Regions from separate parts of the Mus musculus genome. Here all the other regions are linked to region 1. A link is a contact called in public Hi-C and HiChIP or PLAC-seq data. All regions are on one chromosome and are shown on one strand. Each heading gives the region's core, a stretch centred on a gene start, on an enhancer-like site or on the middle of the called end of the contact. The rest is flanking DNA. Distances are from core to core; before and after follow the strand shown.

Region 1 (3,058 bases), core at 363-2,862:
GGGTAGACACATTCCATGACTGTTGGCCACCCACTTCATTCCCTATAGACCAATCAGTTTAAAAGTCACACTGTTCTGCCAATCACATTGTGCCTAATGGCTGCTGCCTGGAGAACTGTATAAAGGCTGGCCAGACAGGCTGTGCATGGTCATTCTCTCTCTCCATGTGCAGGGTGACCCCAACATGTTGGAACAATAAATTCCTCTTGCTTTTAGCATCCATTCCAGGTTCTGAGTCGTTCACTCAGTGAGTCCCCAGTAAGCTAAGGCTCACCAGAGACTTACAATATAACCCAGATCCCCTGCCCAGGGAACGGTCCTGCCCACGGTGAAGATGGGTTCTCCCACATCAGTGGGCATGGGCGAAGGGAATCTCCCACAGGTATGCTCAGAGGCCCATCCTTGGATGATGATAGATTTTGCCAAGCTGATAGTTAACAGTCGCTATCATACACAGCCACTCAGCAGGCTAGCTAAAGCCTTAAGTTCAGCGAAGAGCCATCACAACCTACAGTCTACACAGGCAGTGAAACTGGCGTGACTCACTGCTTGCTTTGACCTGCACCCGTGATCTGAGCAGGCAGTGGAGGTTCACTGTCAGAGGGAAGATGTGGAGAAAATGAACCAGGTAGTGGCCTCAGCTACCCAATTCCCTTTCTTCTGTAACAAGGTTCCCTCGGTGTGGTTCCTATGTACATCTTTTCTTTTGGGAGGGAGGGAGGGAGGGAGGGAGGGGGTGTCATTTTCAAAATGAAGTCTGAGTAGGAGCTCAGTGCCTTGCACATTCAAGGTAGGCGCTCTGCCAGTGTGCCAGACACCCCAGTCCCCTTTCACTCACTTTTCAACAGAGGAATGTATCTGTCTGTCTGTCTGTATGTATGTCAGTTTGTCTTTTTCTTTCCTTTTTTTCTCTCCTCCTCCCTCCTTCCCTCCCTCTTCTCCTCCCTCCTTCCCTCTCTTCTCCCCTCCCTCCTCCCCTTCTCCTTCTTCCATCCCCCTCCCCTCCCTTTCGCCTCCACTCCACCCCTCTTCCTCCCCCTCCCTCTCTGCCTTCTCCCTCCCTTCTCCCTCCCTCCTTCCCCATCCTACTTCCCCTCCCTCCCCCTCCTCCCTCCCCCTTTCCTTTCTTCATTGTTGGGATTCTGTGCACACACTCCTAATCTTTCCTCCCACTCTTATCTCACAGTATTACTAAGTCACCTTCCTTAGCTGGGTCTTAATATATCACCACAGTGACTCCTACAGTAAAAGGAACAATCCCTTTGAACCCTAAGACAGGTGAATGACCTTTTGAAATACACACACACACACACACACACACACACAGTGGTGCAATGCAGCCAGGTACACCAAGTGATTGACAGCTGAATAAAAAGTGCTTTTCTCAATTGAGGTCCACCTGCCAGAGCAAGGCTGGCAGCGGGAAAATTCTTGCACATTCCCCTGAGTGTCTGTCATCGCTAATATTGAGGCTGTGTGTATGGGTGAGTAGTCACTGCTGTGATATTTAAAGAGCCTTGTTCTTTTATTTTTTTTTCCTTCCTGGAATAGAGAACCAAGAGAACAGAGTTTTACAGACTGAAAACGAGAAACAAACAGAACAGCGCCTCATTCTTCAGAGTAAACAGAGCAAAGGCCAGCGGTGGCAGATGCAGCCAAGAGCTGGCTCTGTGCAGACAAAGAGCAGATTATGAAAACAAAACTCTATCCGCTGAAATCATTGCCTTTAATTACCGACCCAGGAGCTTCGTTTAATGCTTCCCTTTTACACAGACGTTTGGAGCAAATGATGCTCAGAAGCAGGAGTCAGAAAACAAGATTGTTCCATGGACTGAGTAGGGGGAAGCTGGAGGTGACACAGATGTGTCCCCCCTTCTCTTGGTCTGCTTGGATGACTCTTCCTTTAAAGTCCTGCAGAGACCCCTCCTCTACATCAATATTTGCTCATTTCTTCCGTAGATTTAAAAATCTACACGGTCATCTTATTGCCACCAATGCACAGGACACCGACTTCAGCTCCTTCTCTTATACTGATACTGGGGACACGAAGTGGGTTCTGCCCAGGTCTCAAGTTTGGAAGATCAAATAGCAACAGTACACATTGCCTCTGTGGCCGTTGTGGCCTCTGTTCTGCTTTTTAGCCACAGTTCCGGACACACCACAGCTCAGAAAACTCCCCTTGGGGTGGGGTGCTCCGTCTGTCTCCTCTCCTCCCACAGCCTGAGCGAGCATACTGTGTGAATGACTAAGTTGTGAATGACTGATGGACCGATGTAGAAATGGGCCCAAATGGCTGCACTTGGGTTTTAAAAGAGATAGCAAAATTCTGTCCTCTAGCCGACCAGCAGAGAGAGAACAGGTCATCTGTGAGATGGTGCCAAAGAAACACTTGCAGCCCTGTGCCAGCACTAGCCTTCCCCTGGCTCACTGATGCCTGAGAACTGAGAGATCCTTCCTGGACTGTTGGACTATGCGAGGCTAACTCTGAGGAGGGGACTTTGTGTCTAACAAGCTGTGAGGTACTATTAAAGATGGAGTAAGATCCCCAGGGCCGCTGCTTGTCTTTTCCTGGGATCACTGGCCCTTCGAAACCCTGGGACACGTCTCCTTTCATGGGTTTGTAAACAGAATCCAGCACAGATTTCAGGTGTTGAGCTACCATAGATGGTACCAAATTCCTTGAACTCTAAAGATACATTCTTGCTTTGGACTCCACCCCAAGTTTTTGTAAATGTGATACAACGCACTGGGTGGTTTCTAAGAAGAGGTAATGTCCCTCTCTGTAGGTAAAAGTTAATGGAGAGTTGCTAAGTTACATTTGATGCTGTGTTTGAAATACTAGTTACCGTTTCTAAGAATAAGACTAACCTTGGATGCAGTCTTTGGCAGTGGCGGTTAACACTGTGATTGGATCTCCACCGCAGTGGTCATGGTTCTCTGTCTCCCCTCCCCTCCCCTCCCCTCCCCTCCCCTCCCCTCTCCCTCCCCTCCCCTCCCCTCCCCTCTCCTCTCTCTTCTCTCTTTTCTCTCTCATCCTCACTGAGATTTTCTCTCCCTT
Region 2 (3,058 bases), core at 261-2,760, 390 kb after region 1:
CAACTCATTTGAATGTATCGGATTAAACAACAATAACATTGGAATTTCCGCTTCAAATTTCACACCACCAGTGGAGAGTAGGCACTTGCAGACAAGGAGCATGAGTAAGCAGACACCAATCCTGCTGGTCAGCCAGGAAGCGGGCGCCATCTTGCTTCTCATTGCTAAGCAGTGTCTAGGGTACAGCATTGTACCTGTCACAGAAGCATCAACGCTTTGTAAAATGTTGAATCAAGATACCGCCGCTGCCTTTATTTTCCTGCGTAAGACAAGATGGAATGGGGAATCTTGTTGGGAGTTTGTTTTTTGTTTTTAGTTTAGTTTAGTTTTGTTTTGTTTTGTGGCATGCAAACTGCTGTGGTTATACAATGAATAGTGAACCCTAGCTTCCAGAATCAGCCTTGTTGTGGGTAGTGGGCACCCTATGGGCCTAGACTGGGTGCAGTGACTGTCTGAGGTAAAGACACTTAAGAATATACCTTTCCTGTTGAAGAACGTAAACATGAGGTATTTATAAATATTAACAAAGGTTGAGCCCCAGCGTGCACTTCCAGTTCACCCAGTGATGGGGAGTGGTGTGAGAAAAGAAAGACAAAGCATCCCAGACCACAAGGTACTTACTTGTGTAACCTATTCCCTCCAGTACACTCAAAACCTTCCACAGGCCAACTTTAAAGCCCTTCTAAAACAAACAGTATTCGAAAATAAAAACACGGTTCTGTAAGATTTAATTTATAAAATACAGACTTCCAAACTCAAAATATTCTTTATCTGAAATGTTTATATAATCGAGTAGAATATCAGAAACTTATGATGATTTCTACTTGGATTAAGCAAGCCTTAAATGAAAGTGCTACCAGGCTCTGGATCTAGGAAATATCTGTATATCTATGCCTCCGTCTATATTTAAGCCTCTATGTGCCTCTTGGCCTCTACAGAAGGTAGAGCTTCCATACAGTAGTCAACCCAGCTACTGTATGGAAGACATGTTATAGTAGTCTTCTGCTGTAATCATTTCCAAGTACTTGTTTACATCTGGAACGCTCTGGATTCACGGGGTCAGGGAATAATGAAATGAGTGTTGTGCTTTCGTTGTGTTTTAAGGGAATAACTTGTGAATCAAACTCATCTTAGCTCTGTCTGGCTCCCTTCTACTTTTCTCCTCAGACTTCTACCACACGCTGTATTCCGTGGATACCCCATCTTCCTGGGATCCTGTTCAGTGACTTTCAGTTAAGAGTCCATAAAGACAAACATGCCGGGAACTACCACTCAGAGCAATAGCGCCTCCTGGTGTCCTGGCCAAGCCTCCTTTGCCATTTGAAAAGGGCCTCACATTTTCAAAGGAAGCAACGAGAAATAATTAGCATGGTGATTCTCAGATCATCAGAAGAAAACCCTGTGGCAGTTAGCTGAAACTTTAGCTCTTACAGGGCAAAGGCAAATAACTATCTGGTCATATTTCACCTCAATGGCTTAACTGGTCTAATTCTGTCTCTGGAATTTATAGGACTGTTTACCTGTAACCCGAAAAGTACATATTCAACAGTCTTGAGTTTTCTCACCCAAGCTCTGTGACTGTTACTGTCACACGGAAGCAATAAAATATGTATTTAACCCCTCTACCCCTGGTCTTTTCTCAGGCAGCATCAAGGAAAGAATTGTGGAAAGAGCTGTACTGGACAGACCCACTGCTCTGTCAGGCTTTGTAGAGGAACACTAGGCAAGCTTATCTTTTCTCTGAGCCTCTGTTTCCCCACCTGTATTATGGGCATATTCGTAGTAGTTAACTCAGAATAGAGTGTGGGAGCAGCAGGCTGTTAAAAATGGTGCCTGAAGCCCCCCACTGCTGTTAGTCCAACATGGCTAATCTTTTCAGTCAGGTCTATGTGCCTCTCCCCACCCCCAACTCTGTGTTCTGTATTATTAGAATGTCCATGATTATTTAGCTCACAAGAAAAATCTAAAGCCTGGAATGTTGACTTGTGCCTGTTAAATCCCACCACTCTGGAAGCTAAGGCAGGAGGGTTGCCATAAGTTGGAGGTCAGCTTAGGCTACAAATTGAGACTCTGTCTCAAAGATAAACAGAAAGTGAACTATTTTAATGTACACTGTTATTCATGAAATCCTACAAGGAGGTCTCCAGAATAGTCCTGGGATAGAATTATATACCAGAGAACCGACCTTACTTCTGTACACAATTTCTCCCTTACTATTGCATAACACATTTGTGTTCAAAATACCTGCAACGGGAAATTCACTGACAGTTTAGTGCTCTCCAAGTCACCATGCTAAAAAGCAAAAGAAACCCTGTGAGCCCACTCTGCAAAACGTGCGCGCCAATCTCCAAGCTTCACAGCCATCCAGGTATTAATGGGAGCTACCACTGATGCCTGCCAGAAGGGAGACTTAGCCACACACTAGATGACTTTAGATATAAAAATGTCTTTCAAAATAAAGATTCAAGAGAAGACGATTGGGAGCCTGAGCTGTGATTCACTATGAATGGTAACCCCGGGGATCCCTCAGTAGAAAGTGGATTTTCTCTCCTGAGGATGAAACCCTGTAAGCCTTAATAATCATGTAAGCTGCTCCAGCACACGGCAGGGGCATTAAATCTCTCCCTTCCCTATCTTACCATAACCCTTTCACAGTCTCAGAGATCGCCCTGCTCTATCTCAGGGGAGCATGTCACACAAGCGTATAAACCCATTTCCCTCACAGGCTTGGGAAAATTCCATTAAGTGTATGTTGGGAACTCCTGCATCTGGGTGGGAACAGCCGAGGCTCATGTCATTAAGATTCCTGATATTACAGAAGTGATCATAAATGCTTCAAAGCAGCTTTTCTTTCCTTTTCTTTTCTTTTCTTTTCTTTTCTTTTCTTTTCTTTTCTTTTCTTTTCTTTTTTTCTTTTCTCTCCTTCCTTCCTTCCTTCCTTCCTTCCTTCCTTCCTTTCTTTCTTTTTCAGATTAGAATGTATTTTGTGAAAACTCGAAGTGGGGCTATAGATATGCTACAACTTTTCAGTTGCAATGCTGGCTGGTTGATATGACCT
Region 3 (3,058 bases), core at 285-2,784, 340 kb after region 1:
TCCATCCCTACCTCAATCTCAAGGCATCCGTAGAAAGGGTCTCCAAAGCGGGATGGCTCCTTAGTGCTTTACTAGTTTCCAGGATGATCTGCACATGAGAAAATTCTTCAGACTGCTTCTATCCACTATGAAATGAACCAAGAAAACAGGGCTCTGGGGAGTACATAGAATTTTCCAGCTAGTAGATGCTGTGGAGGGCTAGCAAGTGCAGGCAACTTTCTGTGAACCAGGCTTCTCCTATGAGTTCTACAAAGTCGGTGCTATTATTTTGTGGATGAGGCAGCCGAGGCACAGAAAAGTTTGTTTGCCCAACAGCACACAGAGAAGGTGGCTTCAGAGTCTGTGTTCTTAGCTATGGCTTTGTTCAGCTTATCACCCAACTTCTTCTGTCCAGGCACTTATTTAAGCTACAGTCAGGGTCTGGTAAGTGTGTGACATCCATGTGACTCTTCATGGGTACATTTTAAAATCCCTCTGCTCTCCTCTGCTAATGTGAGATCCCACTGAGGCCAGTCTCCTGTGTTCTGAATTTTCCCACATTCAGGATACAGCATGGGGTAGGCAGAGGTGCTTTTCTTCAAGAGTGTGGACACTGGTAGTTTCTGCACTAGCCCAAGTGTATGATCCCAGCTCCTCCCTGCATCTCAGCAGCACTAACTGGACTAAATGGCTCAAACCAACCAACCAACTAACCAACCAACCAAACATCCAAACAACCAAACCAAATCAAACATTTAGAAGGACATGCAGTTAGAGGGAGGTATGATAGAGATTCTGGATCCTCAGAGGACCTAGAAGACAAGAATGAGGGTTGGATATGATCAAGATACAGTGTATCCATGTATGAAATTTTCAAAGAATGAATACAAAACTAAAGGAAGAATGTCATTGGGAAGAGAGGCCCCTTGGTCTTGCAAACTTTATATGCCTCAGTACAGGGGAACACCAGGGCCAAGAAGTGGGAGTGGGTGGGTAGGGGAGTGTGTGTGTGGGTTTAATGGGGGGACTTTTGGGATAGCATTTGAAATGTAAATGAAGAAAATACCTAATTAAAAAATATTGAAAAAAAAAAAAAGGATGTGCTGATATCCAAAGGGCCTATGATAGGAGCAGACACTTACTTCTTAATAGGAATACTGGAGGCTGGGAGAGCAAAGAAACATGAATGGAATTACTGAGAGCCAATCCAGCTCTCTGTCTGACAGAGCTAGCCTTCAAAACACAGAGTGAAGTAAAGACGGTGCACAAACAAAAAGTGTCCTCAGATATCGTGCATAGACAGAGACTCAAAAGGAAGGTTTCCCTTTATATAGGGAGAGAGTGATCTCAGATGGGGAAAAAAAAGTAAAATTTAAGGTTTAGGAACTCTGTAATTAGCAAGCCTGCAGGTAAACATCAATTAGATGCTTGGAACGTCCCCTAGACGGTAAGTCTCACACAAAACACACAAGGCTGCCAACTGTAACTGCACAAGCTGGAGGGATTAAGGAAAGGTTAAAGCCTGAGCTCTAGAAATATCAGGAAAGTGATAGAAGTAATAAAATATGCTAGAATGTAATGAGTCAAGCATGCGTGTCCCACCCGCTAGCCAAACCACTAAAGGAACAGAAACAATGTTTAAGCTAGGAATTAAAACAAGAGAAAGTGCATAGCAAACACTCAGTTTAACTGAAGAAAGCCAGGTGAGACAAGCCTGTAACAGAGACCTGTTCCTAACAAAGAGTAAATTCGAAACCCAGACAAAGGAACTCCAGCCTCCACTCTGCAGATGGCACTGGGCTCCCCACTGGCTGTGCCCTCCTTCTCTCTGCAACAGACACAAACACCCCTCTACATTTCCACTGCAGCATGGACTCTGCAGCATTGTCTAGGACAACTAAAAAGATGCCAGATGTGGCCCTCCATTTAAACTCCAAAAGGCACAGCTTTGAAGTCAGCATCACACTGACCTGAGCACAGAGGTGCCTGTCTCTAGGAAGCTGCTGATCTCAGTGAGACTTGGCAGGGAATTTGACAGAAAACATCTCAAATCTCTCGAGTCATGGTGTCTTCTCCTGTGCATTCCTCTGTGTGTGTGTGCCTGTGTGCGTGTGTGTGAACCTTGGGCATTGTTTCTCAGATACCATCTTGTTTGTTTTTCAAGGCAGAGTATCTCACTGATCTGGACTTCCCCAAGAAGGCTAGGCAGCTGCATGGATACAAGTGTGTCTATCTTTCCAGAACCAGGGTTTACAAGCAGGTGCTGTCTGTACAAGATTTTTTTGTTTGTTGGTGGGTTTTTGTTTTGTTTTGGGTAGGTTCTGGCACTTGAACTCAGCTCATGTTGTTTTCATAGTAAATGCTTTGCTGACTGATCTCCCCACCTTGCTTTTCTTTCTGGAAAACCAAAACTAAAAAAACCACTACTCCCCGATCAAAAAACAAACAAACAAAAAAACAAACAAAAAAAAACAATAACAACAACAACAAAAAAAAAAAAACAAAAAAAACCTTTTCTCTCTTTTGAGAGCTTTGCTGTATTTACTAGAAATAGTCAAATTCCCAAGTACATTATAAAATGTGAAGCTTATGCACACAAACCATTAGCAAGCCCTCTTAATGAGGGTGTCGAAGGCTTGCAATACTGAAGGGCGTCCAGAGGAATGGAATCAACCAGCAAAGAGCTTTCCGTGGTTCCCCAATAAGTGAAACTCTGACTGATGGTTTCGATAATCAGCCTGAGCTCAGAATAAACCCTTTCTTTGGAGAATACCACAGCACATTCCTCAGATTCTATTTTAGAGATTAGCCCTGATTAAGGGAAATTTATTAGGCGTAAAAGGAGAAGTGCCGGACTTGCACAAAAGGGACGCCAGAATACCAGCATTATTGTTCTTCATTAAAAAAATAAGCACGTGCACAGGTATGTCTAAATGGAAGTTAGACATTCTATATCTGACGCAGAGAGGTTTTAAGATCACGATTTTCAGAGGCTTGTCCCAAAAGGAAAACACTATGGGGCTAATAACATTTAATTTGCTTCATTTAGATCTATTAAATTTATTAGATTGCAAAACTC
Region 4 (3,058 bases), core at 187-2,686, 320 kb after region 1:
TGTGCTATTCTTACACTGGATGATTCTATGGTTGCTGTGTGCCTCATTACTTTCTTGTAAGCAGGAGCAGAAGGGAGGGAAAGGAAGAAGGTGGGAGAGGAGCCAGCCAACCTTTCTTACTCTGGTGCCCTGGCATCAAAAGTCCAGACAAAAGGCAGAGACACCACACATGGCCTTCTTAGAAATACTAATAATCTCAGGGATTCACACTACAGGACTAGGTCTTATTCCTTAACACACAACAAAGACTGCAGGGCAGGATGCTGGAAAAACAGCCAGTGTGGTGCAGAAGACAGACAAGAGAAACCTTAAAAACAAAGGTTTTGTTCTTAAGAAAGAAGGGCACAGACTGTGTACTCTGTGGAGTTTTGCTTGTTTCAATCTAAGTCCATTCTTCTAAGGACCTGTGGATGCTGGAGGGAAAAAATCTGTTTTTTGTTTTCATTTCCTTCCTCCCTTCCTTCTTCCTTCCTTTGTTTCCTTCTTCCTTCCATCCTCCTTTCTTCCTTCGTTCCTCCCTTCTTTCTTCCTGTTCTTCCTTTGTTCCTCCCTTCTCTTTCCTTCCTTCTTTCCTTCCTCCCTTCCTCCTTTTCTTTGTTCATTTGTTCCTTTGTTCTTCCCTCCCTCCCTTCCTTCCTCCCTTTCTTCATTTGTTCCTCCCTTCTTTCCTTTCTTTATTCCCTTTTCCTTTCCTCCCTCCCTTAATTCTATTGTTTCTTCCTCTCTTCTTGTGCTCCTTTGTTTTTCTTCCTCCCTCTCTTCCTTCCTTCCTTCCTTCCTTCCTTCCCTCTCTCCCTCCCTCCCTTCTTCCCTTCCTTCCTCCCTTCCTCCTTCCTTTGTCCTCCCCTCCTCCTCTCCTCCCTCCTCTCCTTTCCTTCCTTCCCTTCCTTTTGTTGTTTCTTCCTCCCTTCTTATGCTCCTTTGTTTTTAGTTTTTTCTTCCCCTTCTCTTTCTTTCTTTCTTTCTTTCTTTCTTTCTTTCTTTCTTTCTTTCTTTCTTTCTTTCTTTCTTTTTTTCTTTCTTTCTTTTTTTTTCTTTCTTTCTTTGTCTCCCCTCTCTCCCTTCCTTCTCTCTTCTTTCATCCTCCATACCATCCTTTTTTCCTTTCTTTTCCTTTCTTGTGCATTTGCTTGTTTGGATTAACAAAGGCATGCTGAAAGTGATGATTCCAAACTGCTAACTGTGCTTGCTGTGAGAAAATTTAAATACAAGTTCCCAGTAGACATCACAGTTCTACATAGATGAGTTTTCCCATCCGCTCCATTGTACATTTTCCCACTGGTTTTCTAGGCTAGGAGTGGAAACTAACAGAGTGTTTGGGAACTCAAAGTTCTCTGGTTTCTAAGTCTCCCTGGAAGCGCTGGTCCTATGCTCCCCCTTATCAGTGTGAATCAGAGATGAATCAGAGTATCCGTGTGCCTGGAGAATTAGAACCTCCACACGTGGCAAGAGACGCAGAGTCACTGTCTCAGAAAGAAAACATCTCAGCATGATGCAGATGCTAGAGACCGAATATTCCCGTCCCCACGTGGTTCTGGAAGCCACCCAAGTTATTAATAGCCATGGTGACAGGACTGTACATTATATTGTTTCCTCGTCGATGGAACGGAATGTCAGGCTGTGGGGACTGTGACATGGAAAGTATGTGAGTTGGCTCTGTCTCTCCCCTTTCTCCTTTTGAGGCCTTTCTGTCCTGTGTGCTTTTTCAATACTGCCTGTGGGCAAACTTTGTAGGGAATGAGAAAAAAACAAAAATGGCCTCCTAGAAACATACTGGTGGTGACCCACAACTCATTAAAATAAGGTGGAAACATTTTTGTCTCCCCCCCCCCCCCAGAGCATGCCCCCAGCTTGGCTACCCAGAGTTGGCCATATCTGCCCAAAACAATAAACCCAAACCTCCAAATTGAACATATTGGATGGAAAGGCTCGTGTTTTCCCAGGCTAGCTTCAGATGTCCATCTTATCTAAAGGAGAGCAACGTTACTGATTCTGAGATGGAGGTCAGCTTGGGAGAGACAGTATGCTGCTGCTCTCAATGAAGGCAGGCCAGCACCAGGGCAGGGGAAATGGGTATCTGGGTGAGACCAGCAAAGGCTAGCACCTTCACTAGGTGTTGCTGTGTGCTTGTTCAATCAGTGGGACTTCTTGGATGTGCTTGCATCTAGCATTGGAATGGCAAGGTTTCTGCACACAGCGTCCCTTACGTAACTTCCTCTCCAATCTTGTGTCTTCCTCTTCATGCTTACACAGCTTCTCACAAGCTGGGGGAACCCATCCTTCTGTGTCTTGCTTCGACATTACTCTAGACTCTTCCTCTCTGGACGCTGGGTGGGTAATTGATGTTCTTTATGCTGATGTCCAGGTTGTCATGGTCTCATGACCGGAACTCTAGCTTGCTTTTGAGAGTTGGGCCAAATATAAGCTTTCTGCTTGGTGAGTACATACTCATTATGTTGTAGTATGGACATCAGAGCTATGTACAGTCTTTTTCTAGTTAGCGGGCACTCATGCAAACATAGGGACTTTTATTTTCTTACAAAAACTTGAAGATGGAAAAATTATTATTTATAAAATATTGTAAAATATCAAAATTGAGGGCTGGATAGATGGGTCAGCAATTAAGAGTGCATATTGTTTTTCCAGAGGACCTGAGTTTGGTTTCCAGCACCCATAAGACATGGCTCAGAACTGTCTTTGAGGATCTGGCACATCTAGTCTCTGAGAGCATACATAAATGCGCAGACACAGACAGACAGACAGGCAGAACACACACACACACACACACACACACACACACTCATGCACACATGCATACACAACACACAATTAAAAAAGAAATTTACACCACTGTACCCCGACCTGAACAGTTATCTAGCATTGGATTTTAGTGTGTATTTAAAGCACAGAGTAGGACATCTGCTCAGGGCTTCTCCAACATGCTTCTTTTATGATTTGCCCAGGGTCCTTAAATTTTCACTTTATAGTTCCTAATCAACTTTACATTGAGCTGTGGCCTTTCGGCCTTCTATGGAAGACACACTGGTGGGGAGAAAGT

The links. Hi-C and Micro-C count contacts between places; a contact is called where the count stands out from the background. HiChIP or PLAC-seq counts read pairs in DNA pulled down with a chosen protein or histone mark.
Region 2: a Hi-C map of pancreatic cancer cells shows a contact between it and region 1, with 2.2 times the contacts expected there. The contact joins two enhancer-like sites. A contact is called at or near these places in 3 of 15 datasets of contacts at CTCF or cohesin (the NIH/3T3 cell line, large pre-B cells and stem cell-derived epiblast-like cells), 7 of 484 Hi-C or Micro-C datasets (the AML12 cell line, the C10 cell line, bone marrow-derived macrophages and 4 more), 13 of 115 datasets of contacts at active chromatin or transcription factors (cardiomyocytes, differentiating embryonic stem cells, embryonic basal ganglia and 9 more) and 1 of 9 other capture datasets (embryonic stem cells).
Region 3: a FOXA1 HiChIP or PLAC-seq map of pancreatic cancer cells shows a contact between it and region 1. The contact joins two enhancer-like sites. A contact is called at or near these places in 1 of 484 Hi-C or Micro-C datasets (bone marrow-derived macrophages), 7 of 115 datasets of contacts at active chromatin or transcription factors (the NIH/3T3 cell line, bone marrow-derived macrophages, embryonic basal ganglia and 4 more) and 1 of 9 other capture datasets (embryonic stem cells).
Region 4: a contact with region 1 is called in a FOXA1 HiChIP or PLAC-seq map of pancreatic cancer cells. The contact joins two enhancer-like sites. A contact is called at or near these places in 2 of 484 Hi-C or Micro-C datasets (embryonic fibroblasts and nephron progenitors), 5 of 115 datasets of contacts at active chromatin or transcription factors (bone marrow-derived macrophages, embryonic basal ganglia, extraembryonic endoderm stem cells and 2 more) and 1 of 9 other capture datasets (embryonic stem cells).

The regions. Positions count from the first base shown.
Region 1 is chr8:10,964,050-10,967,107 of GRCm38.p6, reverse strand. No RefSeq gene overlaps it. Among named protein-coding and RNA genes, the nearest start is that of 3930402G23Rik, 37 kb to the right of the region's middle. Within about 2 kb of position 1,612, at least 111 of the 459 cell types and tissues checked have an H3K27ac peak or open chromatin away from gene starts, as enhancers often do. A contact at or near this core is called in the NIH/3T3 cell line, embryonic fibroblasts and pancreatic cancer cells, where this site is marked.
Region 2 is chr8:10,572,518-10,575,575 of GRCm38.p6, reverse strand. All of the region lies in intron 32 of Myo16 (myosin XVI), which reads right to left. Among named protein-coding and RNA genes, the nearest start is that of Gm32330, 99 kb to the left of the region's middle. Within about 2 kb of position 1,510, at least 14 of the 459 cell types and tissues checked have an H3K27ac peak or open chromatin away from gene starts, as enhancers often do. A contact at or near this core is called in pancreatic cancer cells, where this site is marked.
Region 3 is chr8:10,628,572-10,631,629 of GRCm38.p6, reverse strand. All of the region lies in intron 34 of Myo16 (myosin XVI), which reads right to left. Among named protein-coding and RNA genes, the nearest start is that of Gm32330, 43 kb to the left of the region's middle. Within about 2 kb of position 1,534, at least 48 of the 459 cell types and tissues checked have an H3K27ac peak or open chromatin away from gene starts, as enhancers often do. A contact at or near this core is called in the NIH/3T3 cell line and pancreatic cancer cells, where this site is marked.
Region 4 is chr8:10,645,114-10,648,171 of GRCm38.p6, reverse strand. No RefSeq gene overlaps it. Among named protein-coding and RNA genes, the nearest start is that of Gm32330, 27 kb to the left of the region's middle. Within about 2 kb of position 1,436, at least 49 of the 459 cell types and tissues checked have an H3K27ac peak or open chromatin away from gene starts, as enhancers often do. A contact at or near this core is called in embryonic fibroblasts and pancreatic cancer cells, where this site is marked.